3 separate regions of the Sus scrofa genome follow, and regions 2 and 3 are each linked to region 1. The links are chromatin contacts, called in public targeted proximity ligation maps. All regions are on one chromosome and are shown on one strand. The core of a region is the stretch at or near the end of the contact, and the rest is flanking DNA. Distances in the headings are between cores, read along the strand shown.

Evidence for each region.
Region 2: a contact with region 1 is called in a targeted proximity ligation map of alveolar macrophages. A contact is called at or near these places in 5 of 47 Hi-C or Micro-C datasets (embryonic fibroblasts, mesenteric adipose tissue, retroperitoneal adipose tissue and 1 more) and 1 of 2 datasets of targeted methods (alveolar macrophages).
Region 3: a contact with region 1 is called in a targeted proximity ligation map of alveolar macrophages. A contact is called at or near these places in 1 of 47 Hi-C or Micro-C datasets (embryonic fibroblasts) and 1 of 2 datasets of targeted methods (alveolar macrophages).

What each region holds. Positions count from the first base shown.
Region 1 is chr4:55,258,954-55,261,653 of Sscrofa11.1, forward strand. No RefSeq gene overlaps it. Among named protein-coding and RNA genes, the nearest start is that of FABP5, 22 kb to the right of the region's middle.
Region 2 is chr4:55,069,602-55,072,301 of Sscrofa11.1, forward strand. No RefSeq gene overlaps it. Among named protein-coding and RNA genes, the nearest start is that of FABP4, 25 kb to the right of the region's middle.
Region 3 is chr4:55,030,081-55,032,780 of Sscrofa11.1, forward strand. No RefSeq gene overlaps it. Among named protein-coding and RNA genes, the nearest start is that of FABP4, 65 kb to the right of the region's middle.

The DNA of each region.
Region 1 (2,700 bases), core at 113-2,612:
CAAAAATCAGGCCTTGACATGTTTTTCCCCATTGTGTACCCAATCAGTGATTTCTGGAGATGCTCTGGAGATAAATCACTATTCTCAAGGGTGAAAGAAAAAAAAAATCCCACATACTTATTTGCAGGCACAATAATTATATTTTTAAGTCCACACCTGTGGCATATGGAAGTTTCCAGGCTAGGGGTCTAATCAGAGCTGCAGCTGCCAGCCCACACCACAGCCACAGCCACACCAGATTGGAGACCTATGCCACAGCTTGCAGCAACACCAGATCTTTAACCCACTGAGCAAGGCCAGGGATTCAAATCTACTGGGCACCTTGTGTTTTTATCTGCTCAATACGGCAAAACTAGATCCTGATCCCACCATTTATTTTGTTTGTGATCCTGGAAAGTGCAGTAAGGCAGATTCCACTGAAGCAGAAGAAAGGAGAGGATGAGCCCTCAGGTTCATTCTGGTTCTGCAGGTATATTCAGAGGGCAGGTATATCTTCAGAGCAAGGCAGCTGGGCTTCTATGACCCACAGCCCTACCAGCAGCACTGTGGGCAGAGACGGGCCTCTCCAGCCATGCTCACTGGCAAGTTAAAAGTCTAGTAATCCGAGAACCATCTGCCCATGAAGAGCCATAGCTGTGGTTGTTGGAAGCTGTGGGAGAAAAAAGAAACTATACGAACACATCCAAAGGAAAAAGAAACTGTATAAACACATTCAAAGGTTGCTTTGAGTTATGGTAAGCAGGGCCACTCTTATTCTTGTCTCTGTTCCTGGGACCTCTATGTTCCTCCTATTGGGTACCCAGTGGTATGTAATGGCTCTAGACTATGTAATTGTTCTAGACTATACAATATCTCCTGAAGGACCATACCTCACCTTGGCTTTGCCTTCAAGGGACTGTTCCATGGTCTGTCAGACTAGAATCTTCCAAGTGTAGTGACTCATGATAGGACCAGTGGATTCCATGTCACGTACACTTTGTCACATCTCAGTTATCATAGAGTAGGTCCCTGGATTCAAAGTGATGTTTCAACACATTGGACACTCTGGGGCCCTTAGATAACAGTGTTAGCTCTTGCCTTACAGCAAGTTAGGAAACGCCATATCTGGAATATCTGTCTGTCTGATGCAGATGGATTGAGCCACAGATCCCGCTGAGGAAGAGCTACAAATTCTGTAGCTTTGCTGTATCCTTTTATGGCAGCCTCCCAAATCACAGTTTAAACAACAACCATTAACAACTATCATTGTCTTTTGCGGTTTCCATGGGTCAGAAATTCCCCAGAGTTCAGCAGGGCTGTTCAGAATTCTCCAGAAGCAGAAGCAAACCCTGAGGCAAGAATTTTTGTGCAAGTCATTGGCTAAAGGAAGTCAGGACAGATATGGAGGGCGAGAGAGGGGAATCAGGAGCAGGAGGGAGGAAACCAGGGCTGGGGATGATCTCAGGCAGTTCTACAGAAAGCTGGCTCAACCTGATCCACAGGACACCTCCAGAGTGTCAGTTACATCTCAGACTTATCCTATCCAGATGCAAGGGGCCTGAGCATTCAGTCTGCATCTGTCAATCATTGGTCCTTTACCTCCCTGGACAGCAGGGGGTAAACTCCCACACTGGCCTGGCTCTACAGATGCAGATCGAGTGTACCCCTCAGATTGCTTTTAAAACCTCTGTTTCTTGAATTGTAAAAAAGAAATAATATTTGTATCTACATCATTTTTTAGGACTAAATGAAATCCTGCCTACAAAGTTCTTACTTTAGTATCTGGCACTATGCAAGAACAGAGTTGAAACTCATTTGGAGCAGGAATTAGTCAAAAGATACTCTTGCTCCCTTAATTATCAAAAGCAACTGTGAGTATCAGGAATTGCTGAATGGGTCCAGACAGGATCATGTTAAAGGATTTTTAGGGAAGCTGATAGTAAATTCTAGCACCTCATTACCCTCTTATGAAGAACTTGGTTTTAAGAGTCTAGTGCCTCTGGTGATAAAATTTCTAAGCTACAGCGTACTCCAGGAGAAGAAAAGATTAATACCTTACAAGAAGAACATATTCAAGAAAGCAGCAGTCTTGAACGGTGTTTCATAAATTTGAAGAAGTTGAAAGTTTACAGTTCTTTTATATTACATTTTACTTTTTAAAAAAAATTTTAAGCGTGATTACTCATATGGAATCACACTTTAATAACTAAAGTCAAAATGGAAATGGAACATCAACAATTCAGCCACTTCTGTGCTGGGCCTATGCACATAATCAAACTGATATACTGTGAGATATTGAATAATGTACTCAAGCTTTTTAAAAACTCTTTAGAACAGGATCGATGTTGTCAAATGCTTCATAGATCTCAGAATGTCTTCTAAGTTAGTCCACACACCAAAGATGCTTTGTGCTGGCTTATTGCAGTTTTTTTGTTGCTTCTGTTGTTAAATTGCTGTTAGTAATATTTGCTATATTGGTAGAAAATTAACATTCAAATTTACCTAGCTATATTTTTAAAGTAGTTTTACTACTTAAAACTATATGAATATTGTCACTTTGAATGCATTCCCAGACATTCAAAACACTACCTGGAAAATACAAAAGCCTTAAAAAAATAATTTGTTGAATAAATGAATTATTGAATGCTGGTCATAATAACTGGGGAAATGGGGGGTTATTATAGCTCTCTAATCTCTAATCTATAAATCTAAATCCAAAAA
Region 2 (2,700 bases), core at 5-2,504, 190 kb before region 1:
TATTCCCACCAACAGTGCATGGGGCTTCCCTTTTCTCTATATTCTTGCCCCAATCTCTTATTTGCTGTATTTTCTCTCCTTTTTTCCTTTATTTTTATTTGTTTACTTGGTTATTTTCCTGTGTTACATTTATTTTTTAATTTAATAGAAGTGTACTTGATTTACAGTATTGTGTTAGTTTCAGGTTTAGAGAAAAGTGATTCAGTTATACATATATCCATTCTTTTGCAGCTTCTTTTCCCAGTTGGGTTATTATAGAATATTGAGTAGAGTTCCTTGTGCTATACAGTAGGTTCTTGTTGGTTATGTATTTTACATATAGTAGTGTGTATCTGTTAATCCCAAACTCCTAATTTATCCTTCCCCCACATTTTCCCTTTGGTAACATAGTTTGCTTTCTATGTTAATGAGTCTGTTTCTGTTTTGTAAATTCATTTGTATCTTTTTTCTTTCTTTTTTTTTTTCTTTTCCTTTTTGTCTTCCTAGGGTAGCAGGTATGGCATATGGAAGTTCCTAGGCTAGGGATTGAATCAGAGCTGTAGTCACCAGCCTACACCAGATCCCAACCATGACTGAGACCTACACTACAGCTCACAGCTACACTGTATCCTTAACCCACTGAGTGAGGCCAGGGATGGATGGAACCCACATCCTCATGGATACTTGTTGGGTTTCGTAACCTGCTGAGCCACAATGATAACTCCTCATTTGTGTAATTTTTTATAAGATTCCACATATAAGTGATATGATACTTTTCTTCCTCTGACTTATTCCATTTAGTATGATAATCTCTAATTACATCCATGTTGCTGCAAATGGTAATATTTCATTCTTTTTATGGCTGAACAATGCTCCATTGCATGATGTACCACATCTTTATCCATTCATCTATCAATGGACATTTAGGTTGCTTCCATGTCTTGGCTGTTGTAAATAGCCCTGCAATGAATATTGAGGTCCATGCATATTTTTGAATTAGAGTTTTCTTTGGATATATGTCCAGAAGTGGTATTGCTGGATCATATGGTAGCTCTATTTTTTGTTATTTTAAAGAATCTCCATACTATTCTTTGTAGTGGTTGTGCTATTATACAATCCCACCAACAATGTGGGAGAGTTGCCTTTTTTCTACACCCTCTCCAGCATTTATTGTTTGTAGACTTTTGATGATGGCCATTCTGATTGGTGTGAGGTGACATCCGTTGTGGTTTTGATTTGCACTTCCCTGATGACTAGTGGCACTGAGCATATTTTCACATGGTTGTTGGTCATCTGTATGTATTCTTTGGAGAAATGTCTATTCAGATCCTCTTTCCCCTTTTTAATTGGGCTGTGCATTTTTCTGATGTTGAATTGTATGAGTTCTTTGTATATTTTGTATATAAATTCTTTATTGGATAAATTGACAACAAACATCTTCTCCAATTCAATAGACTACCTTTTGGATCGATTGATAGTTTCCTTTGCTTTGGAAAAGATTTTTAGTTTGATGTAATTCCATTTGTTTAGTTTTGCTTTTTGGTTCCCTTGCCTGAGGAGACATCCAAACAAATATTTCTAAAACTGATGTCAAAGACAAAGGAGGCAAAAATATACAATAGGGAGTAGTTAGCCTCTTCAACATGTGGTCCTGGGAAAACTGGACAGTGACAAGCAAAAGAATCAAACTGGACTACTTTCTCACCCCGTATCCAAAAATAAGTTCAAAATGAATTAAAGCTTAAATGTAAGATCTGAAACCATAAAACATCCAGAATAAAACATAGGCAGTATGCTGGTAGGAGGGACTAGGTCCTGGCTGTGGGGAATCCCATTCCTGATGCTGACTTACTGGTGGACCAGGCTGGGTCATGAGTTGGCCAGCTATGGAAACTGTTGTCCCAGGGAGAGTGCTGATCCATTGGTTTATGGAGTCAGATCCCATGGCAGCTTGCTGGGCAGTCTGAGTTCTTTTGGAGCTGGTTTTGGCCTGCTGGTGGGTTGGTTGGGGCCCATCTCTAGGTGATGCAGGCATGCTGGTGGGTGGGCCAGGTCTTGATACTGTTGATTGCAGTGCCAAGGTGGTCCAAGGGCTATTGTTGGCCTGGTGAGAGGAAGTTTAGGTCCTTGGATCTCTGGCTGTGGGCCTCTGAGGTCCTGGAGTAGGTATTGGCCCATTGGTGGGAGGGGGTCCTGGTGCTGTTCCAACTTTCTTATGAGAGGACCTAGTCCTAATATGGTTTAGTGTAGAGCCATGATTGGTCCAGGGCTAGTATCAGCACAATGGCAGGTGGGTCCAGGGCCCAGGGGGTCCACTAGTGGGTGAGACTGGGTGCTGGGGTTCACATTTACCAGCTGGTGGGCAGGGCCAACAACTGGTTGTGTGGCCCCAGAGGTCCCTGGACTAGCACTGGTTCCTTGTTTGTTTAGTTGTAGATCTTTTCTGCTAGTCTTCAGGTTGTACTCACTGTTAGTTGCTCTGCAAAGAGTTGGAATTTTGTTGTTCTTGTGGGAGGAAGTGAGTTCAGTGTCTTATGCTATCTTGGCCATTCTTATCTTTTGACTTTCTATATATTTGCTACTGCTTGATGGACTCATCCACTAACAAACTTTTGTTTCCAATACTGTTTCAGGATGGTGAATTCTAGAAATTCCCTAGAAGAACAATGCTGCTGAATATAAAGTTTTTTTTTTTTTTTTTTTTTTTTTTTTTTTTTTTTT
Region 3 (2,700 bases), core at 36-2,535, 230 kb before region 1:
GGCTATTGTGTATAGTGCTGCAGTGAATATTGGAGTACATGTATCTTTTCAAGTCATGGTTTTCTCTGGATAGATGTCCAGGAGTGGGATTGTTGGATCAAATGGTAGTTCTATTTTTAGTTTTTTTATGAATCTCCATACTGTTTTCTATAATAGTTGCAACAATTTATATTGCCACCAACACTGTAAGAGGATTCCCTTTTCTCCATCCTCTCCAGCATTTATTGTTTGTAGACTTTTTTTTTTTTTTTTTTTTTTTTTTTGTCTTTTTGCCATTTCTTGGGCCGCTTCCGCAGCATATGAAGGTTCCCAGGCTAGGGGTCGAATCGGAGCTGTAATTGCTGGCCTACACCAGAGCCACAGCAACACAGGATCCGAGCCGCTTCTGCGACCTACACCACAGCTCATGGCAACGCCGGATCCTTAACCCACTGAGCAAGGCCAGGGATCAAACCCGCAACCTCATGGTTCTTAGTCAGATTGGTTAACCACTGCACCACGACGGGAACTCCTGTTTGTAGACTTTTTGATGATGGCCATTCTGGCTGGCATAAGGTGGTAACTTAGTGCATTTAACTCCAGTCTTTTTAATATGATTGTTTTCTTTCTCTTTCTTCCTTTTCCTTCCTTCCTTCCCTCCCTCCCTCCCATCTTTCTTTCTTTCTTTCTTTCTCTCTCTCTTCTTTTTGCTTTTTTAGGGCTGTACCTGCAACAGTGGAAGTTCCCAGGCTGGGGGTCAAATCAGAGCTGTAGCGCTGGCCCACACCACAGCCAATACAAGGCCAGATCTGAGCCATGTCTGCAACCGACACCACAGCTCATGACAACACCAGATCCTTTAACCCACTGAGCAAGGCCAGGGATCAAACCTGCATCCTCATGGATACTAGTCTAGTTGGGTTCATAACCTGCTGAGCCACGAAGAGAACTCCTTTTTTTTTCATACTTTTGATCAGAATGTAAATTATTTTGTATACCTAAAGATGAATGAATGAAGATAATCTTGCTTTTCAAGATTACTGGTGTTTGTTTTAAGACATCCCTGAAACATAACTCCTCATCTATTACTAACAATCCCCTACATTAACCTCAAAAAAGTATTTGCTTTTTATCTTCGCTTTGACTTGAAACACAGCCCAGACACCAAACTCATTTCCCTCTTTGTTTCTTCCCAGTGGAGCCATCATCATTAAAACAGTGTGAGATGATGTATTCCCTTGTGACAACTGCTCCACATTGCCCAGACCTGCTGAAGAAAGATCATATGCAATTGTTTCTGGAATGTCATCATTCACTTTAGATTTCACAGTTGATGTTAATAGGAGAAGAAAAATGACTCACAGACTGCCTAGCCTACAGCTCATTAGTTTCGAAATGTGCACTTAGGATCACAAAGCCAAGGATATAAATGCTCGGCCTTCTTTGACAATGTCTTTCATTATTGGATATTTCATTGCAATTTTTAGACTCTAAAGTTTAAACATTTTAAACTTGAATGTCTTAATTGGAGATGATGTCAGATTATTCCCTAAACCTTTGGTAGGAGAGGGGACTCTCTTCCTAGTGCTGACACCAATATTCACCCTGTTTGCCTTAGGGTGAGTTTGCCCTCTCCACCTCGGCTGGGGTCAATGCCCTAAGGTAGACTGGCTCCTTTCCTCTCCAGCTCTCCTGTTTCCCTGAGTTGTGCAACTACTCTCTAGTCATTGATGTTGTGAATGACAGTAATCGCCTGTCTATCCAGATCAAAATGTGGGAAAATCTCTTCTCTTAGTTGTTCAGCAACAAGATTAGGTTTTTTTTTTTTTTTTTCAAAAGTGTAAATTAAAAGAAATGACAGAAAAAAATGTAGAAATCAGTGCTTTTGTGGAATACAATGTGTTGGCTCAAATGCAGGTTTCTAGATCACTGCAAATTGAACACACTCAGCACCCTAGAGAGTTGCAGAGTGGTTATCCATGAGGTACCTGCCGCCTGCAGGCATGTGGGCACATCCAGCTCCATCCAGAGCTCTTCCACAGCTCAGAGTGGTGTGGAATCCCATCAACTTCTCCCTGTGTCCCACTCACCTGGTTGGTTCTAACTTTCAGGGCCTTGCTCAGTTGCCTCAACTGCTCTCAAACCATTTGGGTGCTACTCTTCCATGAAAAATACATTCACGGAATGTTTCCTGAAGATGACCTTGACAAGATGCCCCAAGGTGAATGCCCAGTGTTTTCCTACAAAAGCAAGAAGCATGGTCTCCATTTTGGCAGACTGGGCCAGGCATCTTTTCAATGAGTAATTTCTCCTGACTTTTAACCCTCAGCAATTCACTACAGTCAGTTTCCCCCAAGAGAAGAAGGTTAATGCCAATAGGTCCAGGGGCAGTGTCCATGTTCACCATTCTAGCTGGATTTTATAACACCCCATCAGCAGACTGTCTTTATAGAATCATTAGGTTCTTGTTCCTGAGACTTCAATGACACAAAAGTAAAAGGTCTGGGCACGGAGGAAATTTTCTTTATCTTTCTAGTTTTATCCTTAAACTTGATGTCTTTTAGCCATTACCTCTAATCCCAGATCCTGTTGAACTCCATTTTTGGGTAAACACTGGGGCCTCTACAAAGTCCTATTCTCTTTGTTGAGCTATTTGATGGAGAAGTGAGTTCCCCACATGCCATCCTGTCTCTAGATATTTCCAAGTATGGTTGAATCCGC